3 separate regions of the Mus musculus genome follow, and regions 2 and 3 are each linked to region 1. A link is a contact called in public Hi-C and HiChIP or PLAC-seq data. All regions are on one chromosome and are shown on one strand. Each heading gives the region's core, a stretch centred on a gene start, on an enhancer-like site or on the middle of the called end of the contact. The rest is flanking DNA. Distances are from core to core; before and after follow the strand shown.

Region 1 (2,609 bases), core at 45-2,544:
CAAGGGACCAACTACGTTCCTTTTAAACCACAAATCACTCCCAAAATCCTTATAAAATTCTATCCCCCCCGCCCCTTTTTGACCCTTATACAAGAAGCCATTTTTGTTGTTGAAATGAAACACTTGCCACATTCTGCCTGTTTTCTTGTCCAGGGCCAAGGGTTTCTGTACGTCCTGGGCTGACTCAAGCTTTCCCTGGTGGTCATAACCACAGGGCACTTCAAATGCAAACCTTCAAAGCCACTCGTTCTAAGGGGTGAGGTGGGTGGCCGCTGAGTATTTTGAGATTGTATCAACTTTTCTGTTGCCACCTTTTAACCTAGATACTTTCATTTTCTCTGTAACTCCTTTCCTGTCTATCTGACTTTACCCGTATGGACTTCTGAGGACTGGAGGATAGGTTGTAATTGCTCGCTTCTAGAAGGCATTAGCTTTGGAGCAGTAAATCACAGACTTGTTTTAAGAGTACCCTGCGTTTGTTGTGGTTGTTGTTTTTGAGTTAGCACTGTGCATTCTGAACGTTTCTCCCTTTCAGTCCACTTTGCACTAGTCACCCTGGACTCTTCCTATAGCAGAACTCTTCTGAACAGAATTGACACTAGGCAGATGCTAGCTCTGGAAATGGAGGTCCTTCTGTGTTTTCTCTCTGGCTGGCCTTTCTCACAAAACTCCTTGCAAGTGCAGTTCAGGATGAAAATGCAAGAGGGTTTTAGCAAGGCACAGTAAAATAGCCTTAAAAGAAAGATCCTGCTGTGTATTCTTAGAGGGGCAGGGAAGTAAGGGGTTGGGGGCAATGTGTGTGTGCCCTGGTTGTGGTTGTGATGGTGGCGATAGTGGGATATTTGTTGATGAGAATGATAAAGGGACACTATTCCACATCCTCTGTATTTGCAAGGCGCCTGGAAACCCTTGGGCAGCGGCATGCAGCTGAGTACCCTTAAGGGCCTCCCAGCCCTTCCCACTTAGTGGAGAGGCGCACAACCTTCCCGGCTGGCCCGGGTGACTGCGTGCGTGCATGCTGCGGTAGGGTGCCCTGGGGTCCGCCGGATGATGCCCCCGGGGAGGGAACGGTTCTTACAGTCACTGGTCAGCGCGAAGGGCACGCGGCGGTGGCCGAGGGAGTGGTCTTCAGCGGGCGCTTCGAGAAGCCTCTTACCGGCGGGCAGCGGGAAGGCAGACGCGGTGTGGAGCAACACCAGGCAGACAGCCACGACATCCCATAACTTCATCTTAGAGTCCCGTCCGGCGGCGGCACCTGCGCGGGCGGGCAGCGGGGAAGAGAACCGCACCAGGCAAGTTAGGCTCAGACGCCCAGGACCCTGGTGCTGACTGCAGGGCAGCCTCTTCACCACTTCCCTGCCCCCCCCCCCAACCTGCTCCCAACTCACAGCCTCTCCGCCCGCACTGCTTTTGATCGGTGCTTCCCTAAGCACCCCGCCCTTGTTCTGGTTTACTGCCCGCCCATCTTCCTTCATCCCTGGTACACCCCAGGTGCAGCTCGCATTCCCAACGGGTGCACTGCTGACCACTCTTCGGTCCTCCAGCCTCCAACTTCCAGAGGTCAGATTATGGACATAAATTTATACCACAACTCCGGGCCCGTTGCTTCTACTGGCTCGCGCGACATCCCATATTCCCGGGGGGCGGGGGCGCACGGGGTAGCCCCCATCTGGCTACCTTTGCCCGGCCCTCGACAGACAGAGACCACCCTTCCCCTCCCCAGCAACTCCCATATGTGAGCTCTGGAAGCCATCCTTTCGCTGATGCAAACAACAGGCTTTTTACCTCTGGGACTAAAATCAAGCTCACCTATCTGTCCCAGGCTGGACCTTTCTTCTAACTAGGCAGGGTGTAGGCTCAGGCTTGGTGGAAACACTTGCCCTCCCTCTGTCTACCTTTTAAACATCCTGGCTAAGTGAAAGAAAAAAATGTCACCAGAACAAGTTCATGTGACTTTGCAGACTCTGGCCTGCATAAAAGTGCCAAGTTAAGTCACTTAACTTCGGAAGCATCGGTTTGGCTTAAAATACCAGTTCCACTTCTTAGGATCATTAACTCACGAACAAGTCCAGAAAGTGCCCAATAAATGTTTTACCACTGTTAGTAGGCGGCGACTGGATCTATCTTGACATTTAAAGCCCTCCGTGGTATACCCGAACACGCCCTTGATTTTAGTTTTGCAGCTTTGTGAAGTTTTGGTCCTAATTCTGTCCCTCTCAGCAGAGATGCTATCTTTCGGTTCCCCTAGCTACTCCAGGACCCAGGACCGTAGTAAGAGTCCTGAACACCGAGTCCTTTGGACTCTTAAGACCTCACATCTCTAGAAAGGAAGAAGGCCTTGCAGTCTGGGGTGAGCTTGCTAATAAAGAAGGCTATGTTCACTTGGCGAAAAGTCCCATCCAAAGAGACGGGGGAAGAGAGATTGAATCACTTCGGGTATGGTGGTACTCTGTCACTCACAAGTCCCGTTGTTCCAGCATGGGGAATTGGCTGGGGAGCATTCTCAAATCAGGTAAATCATGCATTTTGAGAAAACAGTCTTGACATTTTTAATGGGGGAGGGCAAATCAGTTTTCAGGTACACACACACACACACACACACACACACA
Region 2 (2,609 bases), core at 28-2,527, 120 kb after region 1:
AGTCACACAACTGCTAACAGAAGGAAAGGCCAGAACAGAAGTGTCCCTTTGTCAGGGTGAGGAGAGGATTCCAACAGGGCAAAGGCAGACCTGACAGTAAACGGTGCTAGAAAATAACAAGATCTCACATTGTCAAGGAGAGTCTCTCAGAGCTGAAGAAAGTGGAAATTGCATGAGATTCATCACCATTTTGGAGGTGATAAAGATTTGCTTGTCTGAGTCTTCAGGGGACTCACAAAGTAAAGGAGGTGGTTGGGCCCACATTTTTCATGTGACTCTGTTAAAATAATCAAAGGGATTGAAGTGAAGGAAAGAAAATGATTGATGATAATTCATAAGAGTGTACATATGTCTATATGAATTCATGACACATTTATTTTGGTATAATACAGCATGGGGGAAAGTGGGTTATGTAATTGTGTGTGTGTGTGTGTGTGTGTGTGTGTGTGTGCATACTATTTTAAACTCTGGACCAGCTCATGAAAACATCACGTTCTTGTTTGAACTATTTTTAGATATCCACTTTGCTTTAGTATCATTGAATGACATAAATTATTTTAAAAAGCACAAATCCCGGAGACCCAGAGAACTCTGATGAAACGACAAGGGCTTTGGTGGTGGAGCACAGCCTGATTCTTTCTCTCCTTTTACTCCAATGACTTCAATAACTAGAACTTAATAAGAATTGAATTTATGACCATATTCCTGAGAGGTATTTCCAGATTCGGTGGAATCCTGCATGGAAAAGCACATTCTAAAGGATTAAAATGATCATTAAATCACTTTTAGATCCTGTCCCCCAAAGTCTTATGTTTTCTGTTTGGTTATTTTCTTAAAATAGCCCATTTTATGAGCTTGCATTAGCAATTAGAAGTTTTACAAAGACCTGGAAAATGAGTCCTGCCTTGAGAGCTTTCTATCTCCTTTGGATTGTCCCCAATCTCTGCTCTTCCAGTGAGAGGCCTGAGCATAGGAGGTTCCTTAGCAGACCCTGCCCTTAGAGGGGCTCTGAGTCTCAGGGGCTGCACTAGACAGAGTTCTGCAGAGAACGTACACGCACACGCACACGCACACGCACGCACACACTCATGCACATGCATTATGTAATTGTGTGTGTGTGTGTGTGTGTGTGTGTGTGTGTGTGTATGGTATAGGGTCTGTCTCTCCTTCCCTCTTCATTTGTTCAGAGCAAGAGGGAGAAACAAGGGGGATTGGCTCATGACTCATGAGTACTTAGAAGCTAACAAGCTCCAACCTGTAGGGCAGGCCAGTGGGCTGAACACTCAAGCAAGAGGTAATAAAATACATGTGGATGGATGACTCAGGGGTTCAGAGCATACACTGATCTCTCAGAGAACCCAAGCTCGGTTCCCATCTGATATCCAGTGGTTCCAGCAGCTATGCCTGACATCTCACAAAACTGCCTTTAAGTCCAGCTCCAGGGATCCAATGCCTTCTTCTGACCTCTAGGAGCACCCACACTCATTTGCACACAACTATACAGTTATACACATGCACACATAATTTGAAAATTTTCATTATGTAAGCATAGGTGTCTGTGTGTGGGTTTGTACACATGAATGCAGTGTTTCTGGAGGTCAGAAGAGAGAGTTAGATTCCTTGACACTAGAGTAACAGGTGGTTGTGAGTCGCCCAGTATGGGTTCTAGGAAGCAGACTTGGGTCCTGCATGCTCTTAATACCTGAGCTGTCCCTACAGCTCCATATACCCATAATTAAAAAAAAACTTCCAAAAATTTGATATTATAATTTGGAGTACCAAATCCACAGGACAGCCTGGCAGCTTGAAATGTAAGGCAAGGTTTCTGCAATATATTGTGATCTTGAGACAGTAACCTCAGTACTTGCTCTTACAAGTTGCTCTTCCATTGCTTGAATGGAACCTGCTCATCTCATGGTGGGAACTCTGCATTATTTTAAGTCTACTGACGGCACATATCAGCCACATCTAGAAAAATACCTTCATAGTAACACCTAAATTGGTGTTTGATGAATTAACTGGACACCTCTGTTGAGCCAAAGTGACATGTGAGAGTAGCTGTCACAAGAATCCAGAACATAGGACTCCATAGACTCTGTCCTCTCCAGCTGTTTACTTGTGGAAACATACCCTGCTTAGTGGTTGCTTCTCACCTAAGTAAGAGCTGCACAGACTGTCACAGCAGATCAGCTAGCTTCCATATTGATAAATGTGTCAAAGGATATACCTTCAGAGTTCTTATATTTAGAATTCTAGACTCCTGGGCATGTTAGAGCACCTGGGAGTCAAGCTTCCTCTGGGTGTTGTGGGACTGGGTGTGGAGCCAGCACCCGAGGTCTGCTCAGGACACAGGCTTAGACTGGAAGGACTAAACCACCAACTGGAGTACACATGGAAGGACCCATGGCTCTAGCTGCATATGTAGCAGAGGGTGGCCGGGGTGGGCATCAGTGGGAGGAAAGGCCCTTGTGAAGGCTTGATCCCCAATGTAGGGGAATGCCAGGATGGGGAGGCCAGAGTGGGTGGGTGGTTGGGGGAACACCTTCATAGAAGCAGGGGAAAGGGGGATGGAATAGAGGGTTTGGGGGTAGATGGGGATAACATTTGAA
Region 3 (2,609 bases), core at 29-2,528, 100 kb after region 1:
TCTGTTCTGCACACACATTTATCAAGGTTGGGTCTTTGTGTTTGTTTGTGACAACTTTCTTTTTCTTTGGAGAGCATTTATCAACACGACACTCCGCTGCTTCTGCACATGTTTGGATGGAATCCTTTATAGTACCTTTTCTTTTCCAGTAGATTCAGATTTTAAGCTCAGGAAATATGCAAATGATTAGTCACCAACAATCTCCTCAAACTGCTACTACTTTTGCAGTTGCCATACCCCTGATGCCCTACTATGTGGTGTAGGAGTACCACTGTGCTAGTTCCTCCCTTCTGTTTATTTCCAAGTGTACTCTTTCAGTGTATAGCCACCTGAATTCCAGATACATCAGAATTCCTGTGGGGGAAAAGTCAGCTCATCACTGGCAAACCCCACCATCCTTTAGAACCATGTCTGCTTCTGGGTTCTGACTTGGGAAATGGCACTGACATCCAAGTCTAAGGGGGAAGGAAACAGAGTCATCAGTAAGTCCCCATACTTCTTTATTCTTTCACTGAGTTCTGACACTTCCTTCATCTGCCCCCTCCACTTGAGCCCCACTGCTATTGTTCAGGTTGATGCTATTATTACTCATCTGTGGTTAACCATACTTTCTTCCCTGGCATTTCTGCCTCCCATCTCAACAAGCCTCTTCCAATTCATCCCCACACCCTGTTGGAATGCCTTTCCTGATGTTAGAATTTGAACTCTAAAATGGCGAGATTATTCCCCACTGTATTCCAACAATAATGCTTTGTGCTTAGTAGACATCCATGAAACAAACAAACAAAAAAAGGTCAATTGAATAGATGAGCAAGTAATTCTGACCCTGTCACTCCTTTGCACAGAATCTTTCAATGTATCTTCCTCTTCAGCTGCTCCATCATCTACATAGTAAAACCTGAATAAAGCCTAAATTCCTTGATCCATGATCTGTCACCAGCTCATTCCCATTTCCTACCTCATCTGGCTCCCCCTTTTTCTTTCCTGTTAACAGTGATAACATTGAGTAATCCAGGAAGCACCAGCTCTGGGATCTCAGAACTAGCACATGGAAGCCCCTCTATCTGCCTTAGATAACTTTCTGTTCCTTCTGCATGAGGCACAAACACTTTCATCAGCATCTGGTTCTTCTACTTCTGGGTGTATAGGGAGATCATCTTCATGTTCCTTTGAAATTGTGTATACCATGTGTCTCTGTCTGGCTAGTGTGTGAATGGAGTTGTGCTAAAGCATATTTAAGACCAGGAATGAAATGCTTTACCTTGCTCTCCCAAGACAATGTATGATAGTTCGTGTGGTGAAGTCTCTGTTAGCCTGGGTCTTTGAACAGGGGTGAGGTGGAACAGAGCTCCTAACAATGAATTATTAATATAATGTGAGAAAGAAACATTTATTGTTTTGAACTATTGAGATATTGGGATTTTTGTCACGACAACATAAATGGCTAGTCCTGGCTAACATCCCTTCAAATAGCCAATTATTAATCAGTTTACTATTGACCTGAAGCTAAGGACCCCAATTGTTGCATATTTTAAGCCCTTTTAGAAAAGGACTTAAAAGTATAATTTTTCAAACATCTATATGTACCTGTAACTCTGGTAAGTATTTTATACATGTTATTTAATGTTATTTAATCTCAACCCTATGGAGGGATACTAGGCGATTTACTCAATATAACTATATAATATGACAGAAACCCCAGGAGTTGTGAGTTTTAAGTTTACACTCATTCCATGTCACGGTGTCTTAGGAGTAACAAAGACCTCTGTCTACCAGGCACACACTCCTGTCATGAACCTAGTGAAGGACAATAAAACAAGCATTGAACAAATCAAATATGAGTCAAGTAAATAAATAACCAAAATTGGAAACACATTTTTTTTTTTGGTATCTGATGGGAAATGGAGAATTCTTTAGAAATTTTCCAGTTCTTGAGAAAAAGCCAACCATATATAACACAGTCAACAAAAACTAAACAAAAACTGTAGCAGGTTCAAAAACCATTGGGGAGCACAGCTGGTCTAGCCCAACTCTCAATGGCAAGGCTGCCCTCTGGAGTAGGTTTCTTAATAGTCTCCAAATATTTACTAAAGAATGACAAGACATCAGCCATTAGCCATAACTGTTAGCTCCAGAATCACCCCGCCCCCCACCCCATGTATTCCCTTGGGGCTATGTCAGCTGGATATTCAGGCAGCTGCTGGATAGTTGAAGTGGGCCAAGAGTGGATTCTCATGAACACCCTACAAGTCTCCCAGAGACATGGCTCTGAGTACCATGGCTGTTGAAATGACTACAGCAAAAGGGCTGGCACATAAGGCTGGACAGAGCTTCTGAGAGGGAGGCAATACAATCTGAAGCAAAGGGCTGAAAGGCAGTATCTACCAGCTACAGGTTTCTTCCTGTCTGGAAGAAACTACAAGAGGTAACTTTTGAGAGTATGTTCTCTGGTTGGTGTGAATCTAAGGTTTGGCCATGATCTCTTTCCTTTAAGCTGTTACACTTGTCTCTATGTTGACTTTGGCTTTTTCTTTAAAAAAAATTTTTTTTTAAATTTATTTGTCAGAGTGTTTTGCTTGTGTGTATGTATGTGTATCATGTGCATGCCT

What was found. HiChIP or PLAC-seq counts read pairs in DNA pulled down with a chosen protein or histone mark. Hi-C and Micro-C count contacts between places; a contact is called where the count stands out from the background.
Region 2: a contact with region 1 is called in a Hi-C map of uterus. The contact joins the enhancer-like site here to the promoter of Gdnf in region 1. A contact is called at or near these places in 6 of 484 Hi-C or Micro-C datasets (cumulus cells, mammary gland, nephron progenitors and 1 more), 3 of 115 datasets of contacts at active chromatin or transcription factors (craniofacial prominence, embryonic stem cells and stem cell-derived neural progenitor cells) and 3 of 9 other capture datasets (embryonic stem cells, liver and pancreatic islet).
Region 3: a CTCF HiChIP or PLAC-seq map of the NIH/3T3 cell line shows a contact between it and region 1, with 15 read pairs. The contact joins the enhancer-like site here to the promoter of Gdnf in region 1. A contact is called at or near these places in 7 of 39 promoter capture datasets (the 3T3-L1 cell line, 3T3-L1-derived adipocytes, embryonic stem cells and 3 more), 1 of 15 datasets of contacts at CTCF or cohesin (the NIH/3T3 cell line), 17 of 484 Hi-C or Micro-C datasets (the C2C12 cell line, the HL-1 cell line, the HPC-7 cell line and 10 more), 7 of 115 datasets of contacts at active chromatin or transcription factors (embryonic limb bud and embryonic stem cells) and 2 of 9 other capture datasets (embryonic stem cells and liver).

What each region holds. Positions count from the first base shown.
Region 1 is chr15:7,814,235-7,816,843 of GRCm38.p6, reverse strand. Gdnf (glial cell line derived neurotrophic factor) reads right to left here and starts at 1,294. Exons shown (of 2, transcript NM_001301357.1): 1 at 1,079-1,294. The coding sequence starts at 1,229.
Region 2 is chr15:7,690,144-7,692,752 of GRCm38.p6, reverse strand. No RefSeq gene overlaps it. Among named protein-coding and RNA genes, the nearest start is that of Gdnf, 120 kb to the left of the region's middle. Within about 2 kb of position 1,277, at least 10 of the 459 cell types and tissues checked have an H3K27ac peak or open chromatin away from gene starts, as enhancers often do. A contact at or near this core is called in uterus, where this site is marked.
Region 3 is chr15:7,714,375-7,716,983 of GRCm38.p6, reverse strand. No RefSeq gene overlaps it. Among named protein-coding and RNA genes, the nearest start is that of Gdnf, 100 kb to the left of the region's middle. Within about 2 kb of position 1,278, at least 11 of the 459 cell types and tissues checked have an H3K27ac peak or open chromatin away from gene starts, as enhancers often do. A contact at or near this core is called in the HL-1 cell line, the NIH/3T3 cell line and pancreatic cancer cells, where this site is marked.